Linked DNA regions of Sus scrofa: all the other regions are linked to region 1. The links are chromatin contacts, called in public Hi-C maps. All regions are on one chromosome and are shown on one strand. Each heading gives the region's core, a stretch centred on a gene start, on an enhancer-like site or on the middle of the called end of the contact. The rest is flanking DNA. Distances are from core to core; before and after follow the strand shown. Region 1 holds the start of RPL22L1 (60S ribosomal protein L22-like 1). Region 2 holds the start of SEC62 (SEC62 homolog, preprotein translocation factor). Region 3 holds the start of TNIK (TRAF2 and NCK-interacting protein kinase).

Region 1 (4,432 bases), core at 573-3,072:
AATGATCCCAGGTAACAGAAGGTACCAGGAAGTGTGAAACTGGGAAGAAACGTAAGCAAAAAGAAATGTACTGGGGGGGGGGCGGTTCTCGTTGTGACCCGGGGGGAAGCAAATCCAACTAGGAACCATTGGGTTGCAGGTTCCATCCCTGGCCTTGCTGAGTGGGTTGAAGATCCGGCGTTGCTGTGAGATGTGACGTAGGTCGCAGACAGGAGTCGGATCTGGCATTGAAGTGACTGTGACCTACGCTGGCAGCTGTAGCTCCGATAGGAGGAGGGGGAGAAGGAGGAGGGGAGGGGAGGGGAGGGGAGGGGGAGGGAAGAAACTGGGGACAAATGAGGCTTGGTCCTGCTGGGATCATCCATGCAGTGATGCAGAGCGTACTTCTGAACTGTTCACTCAAGGAAAAGAAGGGAGCAGCAGCCACTTTGGGGCAGGTGCAACTTGGCAGCAACTCCTCACTTGTTTTTCACCTTCCACTTCTATGACTTCTCTGGGAGGCACGGGACTCTCGCGGGAACCTCTGTACTAACACTTATTTACACATGCACAACCTAAAAATACAAGGCAGTTACCACCCCAGGGACAACCCCTGACCAATGGGGGACAGGAAACTGGGGAAAAACGCTCCTCTCTCCTAAAAGAGAAATAGACAGAATGTAGGTTTGGGCATAAAGGGTATCTGTCACAATTGTCATTATTTTTTCCTGAGATGTATGGTAGCATTCACTGGTGAAGATATCTGGGTGTTTTTCCTGTGGAAAAGTTTTAATTACAAATTTATTTAAAAGATATAGGACTATTCAGATTTTCTGTTTCTCCTCATGTAAATTTTAGGTTGTATTTTTCTAGGTATTCATTTAACCTAATTTGACATATTCTGGCATACAGTAATTTCAACTGTTTTCTTTTTTTAATTTTTTTCTTTTCTTTTTAGGGCCACACACTCGCAGCACATGGAAGTTCCCAGGCTAGGGGTCAATCAGAGATACAGCTGCCAGCCTATGCCGCAGCCACAGCAACGCAGGATCCTAGCCACCTACATTAGAACTCACCGCAAGGTTGCCTCCTTAACCCACTGAGCGACGTCAGGGATCCAACCTGCAACCTCATGGTTACTAGTTGGATTCGTTTCCGCTGCACCACAATGAGAAAACTGCCAAACTGTTTTCCTTTTTAACTGAAGTATAACATATACATTTACAGAAAAGTACACAGATTATAAATTTACAGCTTGATGAATTTTCACAAACTACACATATTCATGTAACCCACCACCAAGATCAAGAAACAGACCACTACTAGATCTAGATGGAAGTCAGGTGTCCTAGGATTAACTCTAAAGCCTATAAAACCTATAAAATAAGAATAAATTACAAAATGTGAACAGATGAGTACTACATATTTTTCTCTTAAAGGTTTTTTTCCCCCTCAAGAATCTAGTTTATTTTGGCTCTCTGAAACACTGATTTCCCTCAAGAGTCATTTAGAAAACTCATAGTCAAAACATAGATAAATAAAGTTTTTGCTGGAAGACTATAAATGCAAAATAAGACAGGAAATCCCAAAGCAACCTGAGACATTGCCTTGACTTGACTGGAAAGAAGATCCAGGCGATTAGTGACTAATGTTTCCTGCTTCCTCGGTGTGTGCATCTGAAGAAGCCTCCCTGCAAGCAACCGCAGAGACCACTGTGGTCAACCAGCGTGCTGTCCCCAGCAGTGTAAAACTGCGAATCATTTCAACTACAGCCGCTGGCCGGTGCTCCTACGAAACCTGAGCGCCTCCAGGCCACGCCCTCGGTTTCCTGGGTTACTAGCCTCCAAGCACCTCCCAAGGTCTGTTCCGGGAGGCGGTGATCTTACGTTCTCGACGCGTGACTCAGCACGCTTTGGTATAAATACGTGCTGCCGGAAGACGCTTTCTCTCTTACCGCGTGGCCGGCCTCCAACATGGCGCCGGTGAGTGAACGTGATCTCGCCGGGAATTCTTACTTTGATGTAGATGTGTGTTTCAGGTGGCGAGTTGGGGGAGGCTAGTTCTAGATAAAGAGTGGTTAGAATTGGAGACTTGGGTCAGGAACACAACCAAGATTAAGGTTGTAAGTTTTTTCCTGACTCTTGACAACTGCTACGCGGCGAGGGCCCGGTATTGGCTTAGGATGGGTCGTGGTGGGAGCGCAGGAAAAGCGGAGGCACGACGGTGAAGGGGGCTAATAGAACAGCATTTGGGCTTTGTTTTTTCTCCCTGGTGCATGGTAAGGCAGTTGCTACTCTTTACAGTGGAAAGCAGATGTGGGTAATCGAGCGGGTCTTATAGCCTTACGAGGGCGGAGGGAGATAGGCGTCTCTCATTTCCCAGGATAGCCGCGGTTGTAGAGGTTTCAGAGAACTTTAGAACTAAGTTGGGGGAAAAGTTTGTTAACCTCACAAAGGAATTTTTTTAAAACGTGAAAGTCAACGACTCGGGCAAATATAAATGTTTGCTTCAAAGGTTTTATTGACCAGGGGACCAGTAAGGTCTTAAAGCTGGTCCAAAGAGCGTTTGAAGTGTTAGGGTAAAATTGCTGGGTTATATACAAAACTAGATAATGTGCAAAGGGGCCATAAGCCCTCTGGGCATATTTGTTCCACCGACAAATTATTTGCATTTCTGAAGTTAACTGATGGCCCAGCAGAGCTGTAAATTGCTCGGTCAAGCCCAGCTCCTGGGAATCGCTATTAACTGTTCGAAAGTTTAGGATGAATTTTTTTGGCACAAGTCTAAGGTAAAAAATAGCAGTTTAAGTGGCATTTTTTGGTGGGTGGATTTTAATGTGTAACTTTATTCTGTGGTATTGTTCGAAAAGTTTAGAGTATGGTAAACAAAGTACTTTTTCTTTTTTTTTTTTAAGACCACCAGACTGGTATCCTTTTCCTCACCCATAACAGCATTAAGGTTTAATTCCTTAGAATAAAATATCCTATTCTTGCATGAAGCTTAAGTTTTTCACGAAACTTTTCTTGATAACTTGAAACAATGTGAACCTGGTTAGAGGTCCAAACCAACGCAGATAGGTATTTATTAGTTTTGACTTGTAATAGAAAATAGATGCTTTTAGTCTCTTCCAATTGCAAAATAGGATTCTTTAGGAATCTTCTGATGAAGGAAACTGAAAGTATACTTTTTTTTTTTTTTTTTTTTTGTCTTTTTGCTGTATCTTGGGCCGCTCCCGCGGCATATGGAGGTTCCCAGGCTAGGGGTTGAATCGGAGCTGTAGCCACCGGCCTACGCCAGAGCCACAGCAACGCGGGATCCGAGCCACGTCTGCAACCTACACCACAGCTCACGGCAACGCCGGATCGTTAACCCACTGAGCAAGGGCAGGGACTGAACCCGCAACCTCATGGTTCCTAGTCGGATTCGTTAACCACTGCGCCACCACGGGAACTCCCTGAAAGTATACTTTGAGCTTTCTTGAGTATTATTGCACTTGTAAGACACTTGAATGATGAATAAGTGAAATTTCCATTGGACTTCATGTAACTTAGTTTTAACCAAATTAATGAGTGTACTCCATAGTGTGGCTTTGTATGTCCAATAGATGTTAAGCAATTTTTTAGAATTTTGCACCATTTCATATATATAGCCTCACAGTACATTGTACATCACTGAGCTGGTATAGATTTTTGGCTTTGAATAAAGTGAATAAATGGTTGTAGAGAGCCATAATTATATTGCCTTTGTAGAAGAAAGACAAGAAGCCTAAGAAGTCAACCTGGAAGTTTAATTTGGACCTGACTCATCCAGTAGAAGATGGAATTTTTGATGCTCGAAATTTTGTAAGTATCACTCTACCCAGGTGTTTTTTTTTTTTTTTTTTAAGTCATTGTAGTAGAATTCTTAATGAATTGAATATGTAATATTTGATTTTAACCTATGCTGTGTTCCTAGGGTGCCTTCCCTAGTGAATACCTAGGGTTTTCTTCCCTAGTGTGGCATTTTTTCTATTTTAAAATAGGAACAGTTTCTACGGGAGAAGGTTAAAGTGAATGGAAAAACTGGGAATCTTGGGAATGTTGTTCACATTGAACACTTCAAGAATAAAATCATGGTTGTTTCTGAGAAACAGTTCTCTAAAAGGTTGGTATTTGTTTTCCATGGTATATATTTTTTTAACAACATGGGGTGTTTTAATATTAGAATATGTTTGGAGTTCGTGTTGTGGCTCAGTGGAAACAATCTGACTAGCATCCACATCCACACAGGTTCGATCCCTGGCCTCTGCTCAGTGGGTTAAGGATCCATTGTTGCCATGAACTGTGGTGTAGGTCGCAGACACAGCTTGGATCTGGCGTTGCTTGGATCTGCCAGCAGCTATAGCTCTTGATTCGACCACCCCTAGCCTGGGAACCTCCATATGCTGTAGGTGTGGCCCTAAAAGACAAGAAAA
Region 2 (4,432 bases), core at 536-3,035, 840 kb after region 1:
TTAAAGCGTTTATCCTTGGGGGTAGTGTGGGGGGAAGGAGTTATTTGCCAAGTACTCTTTTTTTCCAGAACAACCCAATGACAGTCTTTTTTCAGGTTCTTCTTAGAGATTTGGAAATTGAGGGGAAAAGTTAAGTAACTTGCCCAGTTACACAGCTAATAATTACTGAAACTGGAGTACAAACAGGCAGAGTCTGGCTTAAATTTTTGCTGCTAGTCACCACCACTACTATATAGGTTATCTTTCTGCTTAATACGAGGTCACACTAGAAATAAAGCAGCTCTTCAAAGTGAATTAGGATCACGTTTACAACAATTTTAAGAACAGCTGATACTGTAAAAATGACATTTTTTTAAGGCCACAAAATGCACCATTCATGCAAAGATAAGTCTTGGAAGTACTAATTTCACAACTTCAATACAAATTCTAATAAAAGGTTTATGTATCCATGTCTGACCAATAATACTAAATTTTGAAAGACGAGGAACAGTATAATTAGAAACTTCTTTAATACTCTTAAGCTTTGCTTTTATGACCTGTCTGAAATTGGGGGAATCTGTCTCTTTCTGATCCCCTTCTTTGCTCTTTTTGAAACTCCTTATTTCTGCCCAACTCCAAATTTACTGATCACTGGCATCTTTTTCTTTTTTTCTAGTACTTAAAAGTTTTTAGGAGAATTTTAACTTGCATAGCTCAAATCACCTGTGGTGTAAGCCAGACAAGAGATTAACTTTTAAAAAATGGGTAAATAAAAATTTGACAGAGCGCCATTCTAAACAATAACATAGTAAGGAACAGAGAGACAATGATGAGTGTAACGATTTATGATTAGTGTATTAACAATTTACAATGTGATATCAACTTATGATGACCCATGAAGGTTTCTAGGCACACAAGCTAATAATGAGACAATACAGAGCCTAAGATGTTCCACGTATTTAATCCTGTTGGCAAAGAGCAAGAACAACAGGGGGGAAATTGCAAAGAAGAAATACACAGATGACAGGCATGTGGAATGAGGGAGGGATGCTATGTAGGTTATGAGGATGACACACTGGCATGCGAAAGGTTTCTGGGCGCAACCCGCTCGCTGCAGTACGGAAGTTGTGTTTATTTACACTCTGTCGCCTGAAAGAAAGCTGGAAAGCTTCAACTGGACTCAAGTTAATAACAGTGAGAAGAAAGGAGGGTTCACGCAAACGAACATCTGGATCGCCGCCTGGGCCCCCGGGGCAGCTGACCAAACCCAGATCACTCCTCCCCACATACGGTCCTCGTATTTGCGCACAAAGAACTGGCAGCTTTAGGTCGGTCCTCCGCTTCCTTCTACCCTATTTACTGTGGCCTTAATTTGGGGACAGTCAAGACGAAAGGATGGGGTGGAGAAGGGAGGGGAGGAGCCCGGGGAGGGTCGGTGTCGGCGCTCGGCGGACGTGGACCTCCTAGGGCAGGCCCCTGCCGGCGCCACCACCGGAACCCTGGGCTGGCGGCCGCGCCTTCGCGTCCGATTCCGAGAGCGGCGCCTCGGGTCTTCCTCCGCTGCCCCAGTATCTCCGCCTCAGACACCACCGTCGCCAGCACCGCCCTCCCTCAGGCCCCTCACTTCGACGCAGCCCGTAACCAGCGGGCTCGCGGCGGAACCCCACCCCACCTCGCCCTCGACTTCGCTTGCCCTTCCCGGGAGCTTTCCCTGCTTCTTCCATTTTCAAGCGCCCTAAAGTCTCCTATCCCAGGGCTCGACTTTGCTACCTGAATCCGCTTCTTGTGCCGCCTGCGTTCCGCCATGTTGGCCGCTCCTCCCGGTTCCCTCTGACGTGGAGCGAGGCGGGGGCGCTGGAAACCTCGCGAGAGCGCGCTGCTGAGCCCGTTATATAACCTGGCGGCTGGCGGCGGGGGAGGGAAGCTGGCGAGAGGCGGATACCCAGGCGAGCCCCGGGAGTATTGGCAGCGCCTTGTCTCCCGTTTTTCTTCGGTTACTTTTGTTGCAGGAACTGGAAATCGCTGGGACCAGAAGGAAGTTGAAAAGTAGATCAAAGGACGTAAGGACTGGAAAAAGTCTTCCGTTCTCAAAACTGACTGAGCATCTGACACCTGGGAAGCTACTGAAATACAGATTCCCGGGCCCCACCCCCCTAGGAGTTGGTTCGTTTTGGGTGGAGCCTTTCACAGAGGATTTATAGACGTCTCTAACTGTGGCACTCTCTTGCCAATGAGCCCTGTCCTATCCATTCCCCACGTGTAAATTCTAAGCCCACTTTAAAGATGGGAAAGCTGAGACCACAGAGGTGCAGCGACATGAACTAAGTTATCGAAGGCTCCACAGTTGGTAGACGACGGCACAGCCGAAATCTAAGCCAATTATCTTTCCTTGTGCAATGTTGGGGGTAGTCAGGTTCATCTGAAACAAACTTTCGATTCGCTATTCCGTTTTTGATGTTGCTTCTGAAAACGCACCTTTAGAATCCAAGAGTCAAAGAGAACCCAGGGAAATAGAAGCAACTAATGAATAGGAGAAAGATTCTTAAGAATTGGGAATGAAGAAGATTGCAGGTTACTTTGAATCTGGTGAATTTACTGCTGTAACTATTATTTTAGAGGTACCTAGATCAAAGAGAATGGGCTTAAAATGCTAGTGTTTTTAGATAGAAATTCCCATGATTTTATGGAAATTTTAAAGCATTTTAAATGGTAAAAAATTGGGAAAATACAGAAAAGACAAAAATAAAAACCCCTAACGCTACCGCCCAGAGATCTGTTATTATTTTCTTCCAGTATTTTTTCCTACTGTGTGTGTGTATATTTGTATTTACATGTTTCTCAGTTCCTCCTCAACTGAAAATATACTGCATATGTTATGCAGTAGCCTTTTTTTTTCACTTAATGCTATGTTGAGCATTTATTATATCATTTAAAAGTTCATTTCCCATATTATATATGTAACCTAATAGCAATTAAATATTAAGACAAATAGTATCATATTGATGTCTATTGTTTTATAAAATAAGATGGCTGAAGTTCTTTTCTGGACTAGGCAATTATGCACTCTCAGGGCAGGGTCAGCAAGTCATTTAATTCCTTTCCCCCCTATAATTAATAATTAGGGTATATATAGTCAGAGATGGGGTGAAAAAAAGATGATTCCTATCAGTCAACCCAAAACATAACACTGGGTATGAAATGTCTTTATTTCCTTCAGTCCTTCTCTCCATCCAAAAGGAGGATAGAACTGTTTGGTATTGTTTCATTTAGAGAACATGGATTCTTTTCATAGGAAAGTTTGTTTATAAATGAAAGTATTATTGCACTTAATAGATGCTGAATGCCTACCAGATTCAAAATGCTAGGCTAGGACTATGATGGGGAAGAAAACCATTTGTGGACAATGATGCTACTGCCCCACCTCCTTTTTCTGCAGAATTTTTTTTTTTTTTTTTTTTTTTTAACGGTTGCACCTGCGACGGTGTATCAGAAGAGTTTTAAATTACTGTCCCTACATTCTTACTGACATTTACTCCTTACACTACAATGATTTGGTTTCTACGTCAACCATCCATTAATAATTCATGTCAAATTCAATAGCTTCTTTTGTAACATCTCATTATGTATTTGACAATATTGACCATTCATTTAATTTATTCTCCTTTTTTTGGCCTTAAGGATATTGGGTTCTTCCTTCTGATTTCTTTTTGGCTCCTCTCTCTTTACCTAGCTCTTAAATGTTCCTGTCCACCACGTTTTCACACTCATCCCTTTTCTCTATGCATTCTGGAGATTTTTATTCATGCTTACAGCTTAATTCCAAAATACTGCATACATATTTATTTCTAGCTGTCTTCTGGGTATCTCTGCTGGATGTTGAACTAGAAATCACCATTTCACCCTTAAAACCTGCCCCTTTTACAGTATTTTCAAACTATGGTAACTGCATCACTATTCACTTAATCACTCATGCTACAAACCTTGGAGGTATCCCAACCATGCTAGTCCGTCAGCAATCCTTTTGATTCTACCACTGAGATAATTTGGAATTCCTTCCTTCCTCATTATTCTTCCTGGCATTGGTTTCTTTGGTCAAGTCTTTATCATTTCCTACCTGGAATATTGTTGCAAAAGCCTCCCAATCATTCCCCCCAACCCTACCCTCTCTACACTCCAGACCAATCTCCACTCCCTTGTTAACCACTACTCCCCATTACTCCCCAGTTGTGTACAGCAACATTAAGGACAGCTAATATTTGCTAGCTGGCACATTTCTGTGACCCCTTTTATTTGACATTTAGAAGGCACTCTTTTCATCACTTCATTTATATCTTTGACAGTAGTAATTGAGAGTTTCTCCTGGCCACTTCTTACTCTGATTTCCCTTTGAATTTGCTATCTCTTTCCTGTCACTTGACTTTTATTTCTTTCCCAAATGAGGAGAATTGCCCCT
Region 3 (4,432 bases), core at 1,136-3,635, 550 kb before region 1:
ATAAAGTTTGAGTTCCTTAATGGGGTATGCAAAGCTCTACCTGATTTGACCTCTGCTTTCCTCCTTAGCTCAGTCACCACAATTACTTCACCCCCAGCACGAACTGCCTGGAGTTTCCTCCTTCCCTTGGCTGGAGGGGCCTTGGCTATTGTAATCTCTCCTTGTAATGGTGTTTCCTGCACCCAGCATCCCTGTCCTCTACCTGACTCTCATCATCCTCTCAGGTTCCTAGGAAGCCCTCCCGCACTTAGTACACATCACTGTACTGAATATATGGTTTTCTAACCTGTTTCTAAACCCAAGGTAGAATTTAGTGCCAGAATCATGACATCCTCACAGCCTGAACAGCTGTCTAATGTTAAAAGAAATGAACTATTTGTGATGATTCAGATAAGATTTGGGGTATACAATGAAGGTTCTTGAAAAAAATGTTTACCTCATTTTTCATGCTTGGAGTTTTAAAAATAGTTCTGTTCACAGATCTCAATACCTGGATCTTAATTATTTTCTTTCCACACTGAGACAACACATTAATCTAGATAAAAAAGGCACAGAGAAGGGAAAAATAAGGACAATGAGAAATAACAGGTTTTTTTTTTTTTTTACCTCATTTCGACATTACTTGGTGGCTTGCTGCAGTTACTACCTTGAGCTGGATGATTTTATTAGAGAATGAGAGATCAAATCTAATGTTTTGAGGAGCTCCGTTGTGGCAGAGCAGAAACTAATCTGACTAGCATCCATGAGGATGCAGGTTCGATCCCTGGCCTTGCTCAGTGGGTTAAGGATCCGGTGTTGCCATGAGTGTGAGTGGTGATGTAGGTCACAGATGGGGCTCCGATCTGGGGTTGCTGTGGCTGTGGTGTAGGCCAGCAGCTACAGCTCGGATATGACTCCCAGCCTAGGAACCTCCAAATGCCATGGGTGCAGCCCTAAAAAGACAAAAAACAAAAAGAAAAAACTAATGTTTTGAATATCACATATTCCAACGTTTGAATGGCCGTAACTCCTAGAAATGTTGTGATCACTGAGATGTTGGAACAATTTTCAAGTTTCATCATATGCACAATGCATATTAATAAACACAAGATTATTAACAAAAACAGCAGAGCGCATACCGAACGTTTGAAAATCTGATATCTGCAGTCTTGATGAACTAACTGCATTGGCTCCCATTCATTCATCTAAAAGCTTATTCTGAAGCTGATATTCACACTACTCGATTTAAAAACCCTCAGGGCATTTGGCTAGAAGAAAATTCTCTTCTTAAAGGAGGTGGAGAAAATGCTTTCAAAGCTACCGCTGTATTGGGGGAAAAGTTCAATTTTAGCATTTCATCCTATGGATTTCGCGTGGACAAGGCCAGAGAGGAAGGGCTGTGCGAGGGGACTGGGGGAAATGACTTCACACTCCAGATTACAGAATATCATGTTTACCACTGTAAACGTTCAGCCTTTAGAGGAGAAAGAGGGTGGAGGGGAATCGCTCTCAGCCGTAGGTCTTCTGTGTTACATCTTAGCCGACAGCCAAACTTTCTCTATCAGTCTGGGTAGGTCAGCAGCGGAAAAGCCTCCTGAAAGGAAAATGCTGGGTGCTAAGGCGGCGCGTGCTGCCTTAGCCAGTGTTGGCTTCGGAGTTACCTGAAGCAGTCAAGTCACTGCACCCGGAGAAAAATTCTCGTTTCAATTCGGTCGTTTCCGTGCGGGAATTGCGGCATGGGTAGGTTCTGGGTGTGGCGAGGCCCAAAGGAAGCTCAGATCTGCTAGCTTTCCCGCTTCTGGCAAACCTTCCTAACCCTGAGGCGGCGAGTGACCTGCCCTCGATAACTGCCCTCCGGGATCCCGGGGGCCCTGGCGGTCTCGACCCAGCGGCAGTTGCAATTTGGAGAAGCCCGGGGCTGGGCGCCCTGCGAGAGTGCGCGTCTCCCCGATTTGTTCCGCGGCTGGAGGCGGATCCTCTTCCCTCCACACAAGTCCTTATATGCACCGGTTGCACCAGCCCGCGCTACTCCAACCCCACAAATAATTAATGGGGGAGGGAGGGCATCGCTCTTTTCTTTTTTCCCTTCTGGATTTTTTTTTTTCAGCGCTAAAGCAATTGAACCCTGCCGAGAACCCCTCAAAATGAGACTGAAGGGCCATTTTGCTGCAGCGCACGAACTGGACACACGAAAATAAAGCCCCCTTGTCCCTACGATAAGCGAGGCATGGTTCAGGAACAGCTTTTCAGAACCAGCCCGATTAGCCTGCAAATGCCTGGGCTGAAAGGGTGAGTGCCCCTCCCCCACCCACGTTGGTGCAGAGGGACCGGGTCAGGAAGCGCGGCCTCTCCCGAGTCGGAGACCACGCCTCCTCCACCTCCCCCACCCCCACCTCCTCCTTTACTCCTCCCAGGAAGCGGTGATAGACAGTTCTGTGTGGTTCTCCACGCCCCCCCCCACCCCAGCTGAGTGGAGGAGTTGATGTGTCTCATTATAACAGCCAATGCAGCCGCCATCCACGCACAAGCAAAGAAGCATGTCCCATTTAAATACACCCACGCAGCCCCAGCGCCCTTAGCCGATCAGGGCGCGCAGCCCACACGCACCGCGGCTCCGGGCTTGGAGATCCGTGCAGGTTGGGCTCCCGGACTAGTGGACCGACGCGCGGAAGATCGCGTTCAGGCGCTGTGGGGCCGGGGTGGGCGGGGGAGGCTGGGCCCCGGGCCTCTGGCTCCACACCCGCATGAGGACGCGAGTGAAATAGACCAAGGTGGAATTTCTAAGGGAGAAGCTTCGGGGTGGTTTTGGTCCATTTCTCCCGCGAAGAAGTCGACATGGCGAGCGACTCCCCGGCTCGCAGCCTGGATGAAATCGATCTCTCGGCTTTGAGGGTGAGCAGAACATGTTTTCCGATTTCTTTCCAGTGTTTTGGGTCACGGTGAATTGAATGGGCTCCGTGTGTGTACTGGGGCTGTGGCTGGTGGGCAGAGACGGGCGAATGCGACGCGAGGGAACCTGGGTTCTAATTTTGATTCGGGGATCTGCTGAGGTGTTCCTGGCTAGCCCCCCACGGCAGGGGCTGTACGGTTCGTGTCCACCTTCGGTGGTAGCCAAGGCGCTCCCAAGAACGCGTGGAGATTATGCCAGTTTCATCTTAGACCGGTGTAAGAGCATTAAAAGGAAAGGCTCGTGTGTGTGTGTGTGTGTGTGTGTGTGTGTGTGTACAAGCCCCGGACGGTCGTCTAGTGCCAAGGCTCTAGATCCCACTATCTCTTTCTGCAAAAAGAATAACAGCGTGAATAAAGGCACTGGCCCCTCACGTTTTTCGGCTACCTCCAAGATGACATTGTGAGCCTGGCTGTCCCCACGAAGCCGAACCTGCCGCTCCAAGGGGACAGCTATTGCTATGCTGGTTTTGTAGATGGCACCTGCCTCCCCTCTTCCCCCTTTTCTGCCATTGGTGCCCAGACTCCCTCTCAGCGCTATCCTAAATGCCGGTCTGCCACTCACCTTTATTTATGGTTTTAACTCAGCCCTGCCTATGCCTTCTGACTTTGTGGCTATGACATTTCAGTTTTATGGCTGAACTTAAGCAGGTGAAAGGGATGTGTTCTCTGCTTTGCCCCCATCAGACCGGAACTCCTAGGAGAGAGAGGGAGAGAGAGTGTGTGTGTGTGTGTTTTCTCCGTGTCTGTGGCCAGTCCTTTGTAAAGCACCTGTCTCCCCCCAGCTCCCCTGGTTTGCATTTATCCTCACGTGAATTGCCTCAGACGCCGTTTCATTGTATTGACTAAGACATCACTGATATAGAATCCATTTTGCTGTTGTTTTGAGATCAGAATACCAGGAATCCTAGTGCAGCCTCGACGCCTCCCCACCCCCACCCCCCAATCCCAACACACTCCTTCAGGGAAGGGGGCAGAGCTTTCTTGCCATATTAATTAGATGCTGCCTGCTTGCCGGGAAGGGGGTGAGGGTTGGGGGGGGTGGCAGCAGCAGCGGGGGTCTCAGAAGGATTGGCCACCAATGTAAGCACGGCTTTTTCCTCTCTCGAATCAAAAATGAAATTAAAAAGAAAAAAGCGACTGTATATACTTGAAGCAAGGAGGATCGGTGAGATGGAATTGATGGTGGCTCTCAACACAGAGACACACAGGATGGGTGAAGCTTGGAAGTTCACACGCCCTCCTGAGGAATACATTGCTAGATTGATGCTAAATCTTGGGAATCTTGATACCAAATCTTCAGTACTTTTCTTAACATTGCCTCCTTGTCTACGGTTATTTTAAACAACTACCTTTGTGGTGAAAGTGGTACTTTTTCTTTAGTCTTCTTAATCCTCTCTCTCCCTGCCTACCCCCCCTCCTTTTTAAACCCACCCTCCCCTTCTCCTTAATCCTTACATCTCAGAGGTGGGGTTTCTGAGAAGCAGTCAAGGGGCTCAGAAGGAAC

Evidence for each region. A called contact is a pair of places that touch in the nucleus more often than the background predicts.
Region 2: a contact with region 1 is called in a Hi-C map of heart right ventricle, with 3 times the contacts expected there. The contact joins the promoter of SEC62 here to the promoter of RPL22L1 in region 1. A contact is called at or near these places in 2 of 47 Hi-C or Micro-C datasets (embryonic fibroblasts and heart right ventricle).
Region 3: a contact with region 1 is called in a Hi-C map of liver, with 3 times the contacts expected there. The contact joins the promoter of TNIK here to the promoter of RPL22L1 in region 1. A contact is called at or near these places in 2 of 5 promoter capture datasets (fetal liver and liver) and 2 of 47 Hi-C or Micro-C datasets (liver and skeletal muscle).

Annotation. Positions count from the first base shown.
Region 1 is chr13:109,496,885-109,501,316 of Sscrofa11.1, reverse strand. RPL22L1 (60S ribosomal protein L22-like 1) reads left to right here and starts at 1,822. Exons shown (of 4, transcript XM_003358680.5): 1 at 1,822-1,961; 2 at 3,729-3,821; 3 at 4,001-4,122. The coding sequence starts at 1,953.
Region 2 is chr13:108,657,839-108,662,270 of Sscrofa11.1, reverse strand. SEC62 (SEC62 homolog, preprotein translocation factor) reads right to left here and starts at 1,785. Exons shown (of 8, transcript NM_001105305.1): 1 at 1,750-1,785. The coding sequence starts at 1,785.
Region 3 is chr13:110,050,298-110,054,729 of Sscrofa11.1, reverse strand. It overlaps TNIK (TRAF2 and NCK-interacting protein kinase), which reads left to right and starts at 2,385. Exons shown (of 30, transcript XM_021071173.1): 1 at 2,385-2,871. The coding sequence starts at 2,815. LOC106507999 (a long non-coding RNA gene) reads right to left here and starts at 2,254. Exons shown (of 6, transcript XR_002338109.1): 1 at 1,641-2,254; 2 at 437-535.